2 separate regions of the Zea mays genome follow, and region 1 is linked to region 2. The links are chromatin contacts, called in public Hi-C maps. All regions are on one chromosome and are shown on one strand. Each heading gives the region's core, a stretch centred on a gene start, on an enhancer-like site or on the middle of the called end of the contact. The rest is flanking DNA. Distances are from core to core; before and after follow the strand shown. Region 1 holds the start of LOC100279626. Region 2 overlaps LOC100272827.

Region 1 (4,611 bases), core at 2,099-4,598, 410 kb after region 2:
TCCCTCGGGTTGCAAAAACCTAAGTGGGAGGCGAGCAACTGAGTAAAGAACCGTCACCAGCCCCTCTCCCGAATATATAAAGGCCCAGGCGAGACCCATTCAACACTTCGCCCGAACCCGTCGCAAGATTCAAAACTCAAAGCGAAACGCCCGTTCCTTGAACGGCTCGCGCACGCGCAACGACCGCCCCGTGAACCACTCGTCCCGTCGCATTAACTCTGCGGCAGGACGGGCAACACCTTTGGCGGGCGAAACAGGCGATGCTTCACCTCCGCCATAATGACCGCGTCAAAAAAGGTACGCCACGTCATTCGATTTCGTATCTCTTTCCACTTCCTCTTTCTCTCTCTCTTGCCACAGGGACCGGGAAAGGGATACCCCGAAAGGGATCCTTCTCCGCGAAGGAAGCGGGCCCCGAGCCCCCTACTGATCAGAGGTTCAAAGGCTGGCCCCTCGGAAGGGTTCAACAGCTGCCTCAGAGCACTCAGGCTCCGCGCCCACTACTGGTCAGAGGTTCGAAGGCCGGCCCCTCAAAAGGGTTCAACGGCCGCCTCAGGCCACTCGGGCTCCGCGCCCACTACTGATCAGAGGTTCGTAGGCTGGCCCCCGAAGGGTTCGACAGCCGCCTCAGACGCAGAGCGAGGGATGACCCTGGGTACGTTCGATACATAACCAAGGCTCGGGCTACCCTCTCGAGGTACCCTAGGACATTTCCGAGACCTACGGGAAAGATCTTGTAACGGAATCCCACCAGAGGGAGGCATCGAGCCCTCGGACCCCGTCAAAAGGGGACCGGGTCCGGCAAATCACCCGCAGGTACTTTTGGAACGAAACACAACCGGGAAAGGTCGGTCCCCTTGCAAAAAAGTGCGACAAAAGCCTCCAAGCGAGTATTAACACTCCCTTCGAGGCTCGAGGGCCACTGTCGGGACCATAATTAGGGGTACCCCCAAGACTCCTAATCTCAGCTGGTAACCCCCCATCAGCACAAAGCTGCAAAGGCCTGATGGGTGCGATTAAGTCAAGGCTCGGTCCACTCAAGGGACACGATCTCGCCTCGCCCGAGCCCAGCCTCGGGCAAGGGCAGCCGACCCCGGAGGATTTACGTCTCGCCCGAGGGCCCCCTCAGGCAACGGACACACCTTCGGCTCGCCCGAGGCCCAGTCTTCGCCAAGAAGCAACCTTGGCCAGATCGCCACGCCGACCGACCGTATCGTAGGAAGCATTTAATGCAAGGATGGTCTGACACCTTATCCTGACGCGCGCTCATCAGTCGACAGAGCCGAAGTGACCGCAATCACTTCGCCGCTCCACTGACCGACCTGACAAGAAGACAGCGCCGCCTGCATCGCTCCGACTGTTGTGCCGGTCGACAGAGTGAGGCTGACAGCAGCCAAGTCCGGCCTCGGGCGCCATAGGAAGCTCCGCCTCGCCCGACCCCAGGGCTCGGACTCGGGCTCGGCCCCGGAAGACGACGAACTCCGTCTCGCCCGACCCCAGGGCTCGGACTCGGGCTCGGCACCGGAAGACGACGAACTCCGCCTCGCCCGACCCCAGGGCTCGGACTCGGGCTCGGCACCGGAAGACGACGAACTCCGCCTCGCCCGACCCCAGGGCTCGGACTCGGGCTCGGCTCCGGAAGACGACGAACTCCGCCTCGCCCGACCCCAGGGCTCGAACTCGGGCTCGGCCCCAGACGACGGTCTCCGCCTCGCCCGACCCGGGGCTCGGACTCGATCTCGACCTCGGAAGACAGACTCGACCCCGACCTCGGAGGAGCCTCCGCCTCGCCCGACCCAGGGCTCGGACCGACCACGTCATAGGAGAGGCCATCATTACCCTACCCCTAGCTAGCTCAGGCTACTGGGAACAAGACCGGCGTCCCATCTGGCTCGCCCCGGTAAACAAATAATGATGGCGCCCCGCATGCTCCATGACGACGGCGGCTCTCAGCCCCTTACGGAAGCAAGGAGACGTCAGCAAGGACTCGACAGCCCCGACAGCTGTCCTTCCGCAAGGCTCCAACGCTCCTCCGATGGCCACGACATCACATGAACAGGGTGCCAAAACCTCTCTGGCTGCCACGACGGCATGTACTTAGGGCGCTAGCTCCTCTCTGCTAGACACGTTAGCACATTGCTACACTCCCCATTGTACACCTGGACCCTCTCCTTACGCCTATAAAAGGAAGGTCCAGGGCTCTCTTATGAGAGGGTTGGCCGCGCAGAAGAGGACAGGACGGCGCGTGCACGCCTCTCGCTCCCTCCACGCGGACGCTTGTAACCCCCTACTGCAAGCGCACCCGACCTGGGTGCGGGACAACACGAAGGCCGCGAGTTTCCCCTTTTTACACCTATCTCCCTCTAACTTCCCCCCTTCGTGCTCCGTCTCGCGCCGACCCATCTGGGCTGGGGCACGCGGCGACAGTTTACTCGTCGGTCCAGGGACCCCCGGGGTCGAAACGCCGACAACTGTGTTGCCTTGTTCTTGATTCACAGTATTTGAGAACAAGCGAACAACAACGCCCTACCATTTTATAGCCTTATTTTTATCTATTATGTTCACAAGAACAACATGTATGCATGCAAATATATGAGCTTATTTTATATTGTTAAGCATAATGTTAAACATACATATAAATACAGATGTTCTATAAAGGAAAAAGTCTAGATTTAATCATTAAACTTTAGAACTATATTTTTGGATGGAAGGAGTGTTTTTAAAGAACATACAAATTTTTAATAAGACAAGTGATTGAAGTTTTTTTAAAAGGAACCACGTCAAATGAAAAAAATGAAGGAAGTACAATCGAAAATCTTTCGATAAACCAAATATGTCTATTTTTAATAGTTCCTTAGCAAAGATACTTGGGTTTGAAGTTTAATAGTTAAATTTAGATTTTTTTCTTCATAATTTTTTTTCTATTTGTATGTTTAACCCTAAAAAATGGAGCTAGTATATTTTATATATTTATGTTTATGTTATGGACGGAAGAGATAAAAAAGAGAGCTATATAATGATTAGGGGTAATTTAGTTCATTTATATGTGGTTTATTCAATAAAAAATATAAAATATATAGATAAATTATTGTTTACTGAATTAATTTGGTAAAACGGGTGCTGTACGTATTGTTTAAAAACGAATGCTATTTCACCGTTTAAAACTAGCGTTGTTTTGTAAATTTCCACTTTACAGCGCCACACAAGAAAACCGAAAATTGCAAGGGGCACCAACCAAAAAACTTTTTCAACTTTAAACTCCAAAATAGTCCAAGCGCGAGGCGAGCACACGGACAGAGGATAGAGAAAACAGAGTGCGACGCCGACGAAGAGAGAGACAGAGAGCAAAACCCAAACCCTAACAATCATTTGCAGCCCCCGGCGTCTCGAGAACCTCCAAGGAACCATCCACAGGCGAGGCCTCGCTCCGTGCCCGGATCTCCCATTTCCGCCCGGCCGGCGCGGCGGGATCCTGATACTGGTGCTGTCTGCTGGGGTTTCGTGTAGGAGAAGGCGCGAGCGCGGGTGTTTGGATCGGGGGAGGCAACGCTGGCGGCTCGCGGCGGCAGCAGGTGATGGCGGATCCGCCTAGCGGTGGGGGATCTAGGGCTTGTGTCTGCAGGGAGAGACAGGTCGAGGAGGCAGAGGCGGGTCTGGGGCTCGGGAGAAGAGAACAGGGGAGGAAGGAGGGAGGATGCTGAGCGTGGTTCGGGTACACCTGCCGTCGGAGATCCCGATCGTGGGCTGCGAGATCACGCCGTACGTGCTACTGCGGCGGCCCGACGGTGCAGTCTCCACCAACGATGTCCCCGAAACCGCGCCCGCTGATGGCCAGTTCATGCGGTACAGATGGTAAGTAGCTACTTTTGGTTGTATTTTTTCAATCTTCGGTTCGTAAGACATTGCATTTCGTCATTTCGGATTGCTCAGTTATTGTTTGCTTGCTTGTGCTAGTGAATTATGACCAATTTTAGGGTTTCTTAGCAGATACTTAGATGTTCGAGCAGTTGCTAAACTCACGATGAGAATGTACATTTAATCATTTATTCAACCAATTTGTTCATGTTATAATTATGAATGTGTGATCACAGCTCTTGACCATACACAAGCTCTTTTAGTGTTTTGGTAAAGGACGCAAGTCTAAAATATTCTGCTGCTTGCGGTTTAAATAGGTTATGTAGGCAGATTTTGAGGTTGGAACATAATTGGGCACAGAACTGACTGATACCTGTTTTCAAGGTCAGATCCAATTCCAATGGCTTAGGCTCCCACATGAGGGTTGTGGGGAAGGGATAAAACGAGGCAAGTCTCTCCCCCCCCCACCCACCCACCCCCAAAAATGTGGAAAGGCTCCTTCAATGAGACAACTCACTGCACCAGATTTGCCCTTCTGATACCTGTTTTCAAATGACACCATAATTCACCAGATGTTTCAGATGGGTAGCTGGGAATGGAGACAACTAGAGCTAATATGCGTCATGAACAATTCCACAAGTCATCTGATTTAAGGTCTATTTGAATGTCGGAAGCTGAAAATGTGTGGTTAGAAGTTAGGACCATAGACATCTACATGAGTCGTCATGGGAATTCTGTTTTGCACTATTCACCTTG
Region 2 (4,667 bases), core at 870-3,369:
AGCTAGCCATGGCGCCGCGTGTGGAGAGATAAAACCCCAAGAAATTAAAGAACTAGGATCATAAAATTTCCTAGAGATAGACATATGTTTGGGCAGATTTTTTTTATTTTGTTAAGCCACATCATAAATCATGATAGGATTAGGTACATATAGAAGTAGCAAACTCAAAAACCAAAAAATCTTCAATACTTTCTAATAACTAGTACTAAAGTAGATGCTAATTAAGATGAAAGGATACTTATATATATGTACCGACTACTGCTCGGATAGAAGCTAAAAGATCTCAGGATTATTCTGAGAGGGGGGACACGCAAAAACCCGCGGCGATGCCCGTACAACCTTTTAGGTGAATCCAACTAACCACAGTTACTGCCACTGGCTAGCTAGCTGGACTGGAGTGAACAGTGATGTATGTACCGCTGCTACAGTTGCTTGTCTGAGATTTCGATATGCATGTGCATGGCATGGATCGCAATCAAAAGACTGCCCTGCCGATCGATCGACCTCCTTCAATTGTGCAAAGACGAAACAATTAGGTATCCTCGGCAGGATGCAGCATCAAGTAGGTCGTCGTAGTCATGCCTAGTGCCCCTGCTGTCCAATAGACAATGAGAAGAAGAAGAATTTTGACAAAGGTTCGTTCCACTGCCATGTAGCTAGACGTCCAACGCAATGGTGTACGTACAGTCAATAACCGTACAGAAGTAATTTGGGTTCTATATGAACAACTGATGGCACACGGTGGTAGCTGCGCTCCTCTTCAATTGTATTCATTGTGCTGGTAGTAGTAACAGCAGTACGGGTTCTTTTTTTAAATGTTAATTCGCCATTATTGACGCACGCATGCTGTGGGCGCCTGCATGGCATGCAAAACTGCAGGAGGCGTACATCGTCCCGCGCGCGCCGGTGGAGCCATTGCCCATGGACCAGCTGCCTCGCCCGGTCATCTTCCACGACGGCCGCCTGGTGCGCCGGCCGACGCCGCTGGCGGCGCTGCTGGTCGTGCTGTGGTTCCCCGTGGGCTTCGCGCTCGCCTGCCTGCGCATCGCGGCGGGGGCGCTGCTGCCCATGCCGCTGGTGTACTACGCCTTCTGGGCGCTGGGCGTGCGCGTGCACGTCCGGGGCGCCCCGCCGCCGCCGCGCGCCGAGCGCGCCACGGGCCGGAGGGGCGTCCTCTTCGCCTGCTCGCACCGGACGCTGCTGGACCCCATCTTCCTGTCCACCGCGCTGGGGCGCCCCGTGGCGGCGGTCACCTACTCGCTCTCGCGCCTCTCCGAGTTCCTCTCGCCCATCCGGACGGTGCGCCTCACGCGGGACCGCGCCTCCGACGCCGCCATGATCCGGGACCTGCTGGCGGAGGGCGACCTCGTCATCTGCCCCGAGGGGACCACGTGCCGGGAGCCCTTCCTGCTGCGCTTCTCGGCGCTCTTCGCGGAGCTCACCCACGAGGTGGTGCCCGTGGCCATGGAGAACCGGATGAGCATGTTCCACGGCACAACGGCCAGGGGGTGGAAGGGGATGGACCCATTCTACTTCTTCATGAACCCCAGCCCGGCATACGTCGTCACCTTCCTCAACAAGCTCCCGCCCGAGCTCACCTGCGCCGGCGGCAGGACAAGCCACGAGGTGGCCAACTACATCCAGAGGCTAATCGCCGCCACGCTCTCCTACGAGTGCACAAGCCTCACCAGGAAGGACAAGTACCTGGCGCTCGCAGGCAACGACGGGGTGGTGGCCACCCCCAAGCCGCCGGCGCCGGCCAAGAAACCCAATGGCTGCTAATATAACAACAAGGTCGATGATCGAAAAAAGGAAAAGAAAATTGGGTTATTGTGATGTGTCTTTGCTGCAGAATTAATACTACTAGTAGTATATTCATTGTGATGATGCTTGGCAATGGGCTGTAATTTTTCTCCTTGTATTGGTCACATCTACTATATATTATAGCAATGGCTTTATTGTACCAACCGGAATTGAATGCAAGGTCACACAAGGTGAAGTGAAAAGGGGGGGCGGGCGGGGACTGTTCTCCTTCGTGTCAGCAACGTGCATCTTTCTGCACCCAACAGCTAAGAACATAAAGGCAAAAGTTATTTCACACAACCCTCGGCCACCCACTGGGCTACGTTTTGGCAATCACGCCCTACGCAACTGGAGAACAGCTCAACACGTATAAGGACACCACAAAGCACCTCCTCGCTTAATTAAGGAACGCTTTCATTTCCCACAAGAGACAAGTTATCAGATAACTCGGCTCTCGTACGATTCCTTCTTCCGGGTTCTACTTCATACATGCTATACTCCAGTCGGTATCCAAACAGCAGACTACTACGCAACACGCCATGACACATATCAGACAGCAGGCTACTACCTTACTCTGCGCATACTTTGCAGCTCTTCCGGCAGAAGCCAGGAGCTTCCTTGGTCCCCACCATGTAGTTAGGGTTCTTGGCACACTCACCCACAGCTGCCCACTGGGGGCAGAGGATATTGTCGTCCTCGCATCCGTCAGAGGAACCCGGCTGCTTCACAGGGAGGTCAAATGACCTCACATGGATCCATTTAGTTGCGGACCACTTCTGGCCTTCGATTACGGGGCAGCTACCGTGCAAGCTGTCAGAGTCTGTCGTTGCATCAGGATGGAGGCTGAAGAACAGCAGGGCATCACCCTTTACCGGTTTAACTGCACAAGGAAACCAGCAGCAGATAGACAGCAGAGTAAATGCGCATGGTGGAAGGTACTACTCACATGATGTGCAGCGCCGAGCTAAAGAAACTATACCCTAGTGACATTACCAAGCAAAAAGAGCCATGGGCCCTAGTCACGTTAGGTAAGAACTGGTCAAGATGATATAGAGCCCAGATCTGCAATGTAAATAAAAAGCTCTACCAGAAACTACTGCTATATACCTGCATATCCATTTCTTGCACAATCAGACCAAGTGTTGTCCTTCGGTTGTAATAGCTTCCCCTATTGAATGTTGAAGTTGTTACAACTGGCATTCTTAAGACAGTAAACACAGGAAGGACAAGCAAACTACCTCTGCATTGGGGAAGATGGTCTCTCCACCCTTCTCAACATTAGAGAGGTACATCAGCACAGTGGCGATGCGATGGCCACCCAAGGCTTGATTTTTTTTGTCATGGAAGTAGTCGTAGTGGGGTTCATATTTCTCACCATTCTGGTAGTGTAATATCTGAATGGATTCGCCATTTTCTGAGCATACCAGAACCATACAGTTAAGGTTGTTGAACAACTAAATGGAAAGAAAATGCAAGTCTAAAAGGGTTTTTGCATAATTTAATTGATGCTTTCGAGGTACCTGGTGGAAGAAATGTCCAAGCAGATATCCTCTCCTCTATTCTCGTTACTACTTCATCCTGACAAGTAAATTTCTCAGTTAACATATCGTCATATCAATGTTACATTTTGTAGTCTGTACATAAGTAATTGTTGCCAGCCAAGACATAGATCTTCTACACTACATTACTCATTCCAAATAACCCATGAAACCTTGAGGCTTCGTTTGGAAAGTAGAACCCTGGGGCCTTCTTTTTTTTTCCCCGGGGTACTGAATTTCAGAATATTCTGTGTGCAGGAAACAAAATGGCCCTACTGTTATTGCGTGTTACATGCACAGTAGAAAAATGCACCTTGCATGTATAAAGAATATGACAAAGCTACGAACCTCTTTGGCAATAGTTTATCAAAACCATGGTTTTACAATACTATACTTTGCAATTGTCATGACAATACCGTGGATTTGGTCATCCCAAAAAATGTAGTGGTTTTAAGAAACATTGTTTGACTACAACATTATAAATCATGGTATTAGACAAAAGCTAGCTATGACATGAAAACTTTAGGTTAGAGTGGAGTTTCCAATACTCCAAAAATACCATTGGTATCTAGATCTAGAATACCATGATTTTGAAAACATAGTTTTCAGGAATGCAACAAACACCATATGCCATAAAATACTATGGTATTAGTAAAACCATGGTATTGCCCAGAAACTGTAAAAATACTTTACTTCGAAACAGGCCCTACATTCCAATCAAATTTCACGCAAGCTGATTAGCTAGTAAAGGTGACAACATAGTTTGTATAATACTATGGTTTGTGACTGCACATGACACAAATATTATGGTTTCACAATACTCCAGTTAAACCGTAGTATTTTCTAATACTGCATGCTCTTTGCTTGCACGGTTCTTTTTGAAAGAAGCTAGCAGGGAGGAGGGTGTGTCAGATAGGAGAAGACACAACTGAGCCAAAACTTTGGTCCTGAGTTCAGTATCTAAAACTCCAAAATACTGCAGTTTTGAGGATACTGTAGTATTGAAAACTATAGTTTGCAAAATCAAACCAAACACCTCATAGCTTACAATACCTCAGTTTTCTCAAATACCACAGTATTTTATCAAAACTGTAAAAATAGTAAAATACTTTGGTGCCAAACAGGCCCATAGTATCTTTGCCTACTTTTGTGATATGCAGTAAAACAGGCATGTCAATGGGGCATCTCCAGTTTTTAAAATTTTATATGTACAACAACAACAAAGCCTTTTAGTACCAAGCAAGTTGAGGTACGCTAAGAGTAATTTCTAGCTGTTTTATATGTACAAAAGGGCAATTTCTAGCTGCTTAATTGCTTCGCCCATTG

Evidence for each region. Hi-C and Micro-C count contacts between places; a contact is called where the count stands out from the background.
Region 1: a Hi-C map of ear shows a contact between it and region 2, with 1.6 times the contacts expected there. The contact joins the promoter of LOC100279626 here to the enhancer-like site in region 2. A contact is called at or near these places in 2 of 25 Hi-C or Micro-C datasets (ear and leaf).

Annotation. Positions count from the first base shown.
Region 1 is chr1:247,593,620-247,598,230 of Zm-B73-REFERENCE-NAM-5.0, forward strand. LOC100279626 reads left to right here and starts at 3,349. Exons shown (of 12, transcript NM_001152622.1): 1 at 3,349-3,852. The coding sequence starts at 3,695.
Region 2 is chr1:247,185,377-247,190,043 of Zm-B73-REFERENCE-NAM-5.0, forward strand. It overlaps LOC100272827, which reads left to right. Exons shown (of 2, transcript NM_001367772.1): 2 at 880-1,965. The coding sequence ends at 1,782. It overlaps LOC100383727 (prolyl 4-hydroxylase 2), which reads right to left. Exons shown (of 7, transcript NM_001254933.2): 4 at 3,324-3,381; 5 at 3,042-3,217; 6 at 2,911-2,971; 7 at 2,203-2,818. The coding sequence ends at 2,793. Among protein-coding and RNA genes, the nearest start is that of LOC100272827, 7.5 kb to the left of the region's middle. Within about 2 kb of position 2,120, at least 14 of the 20 cell types and tissues checked have an H3K27ac peak or open chromatin away from gene starts, as enhancers often do. A contact at or near this core is called in ear, where this site is marked.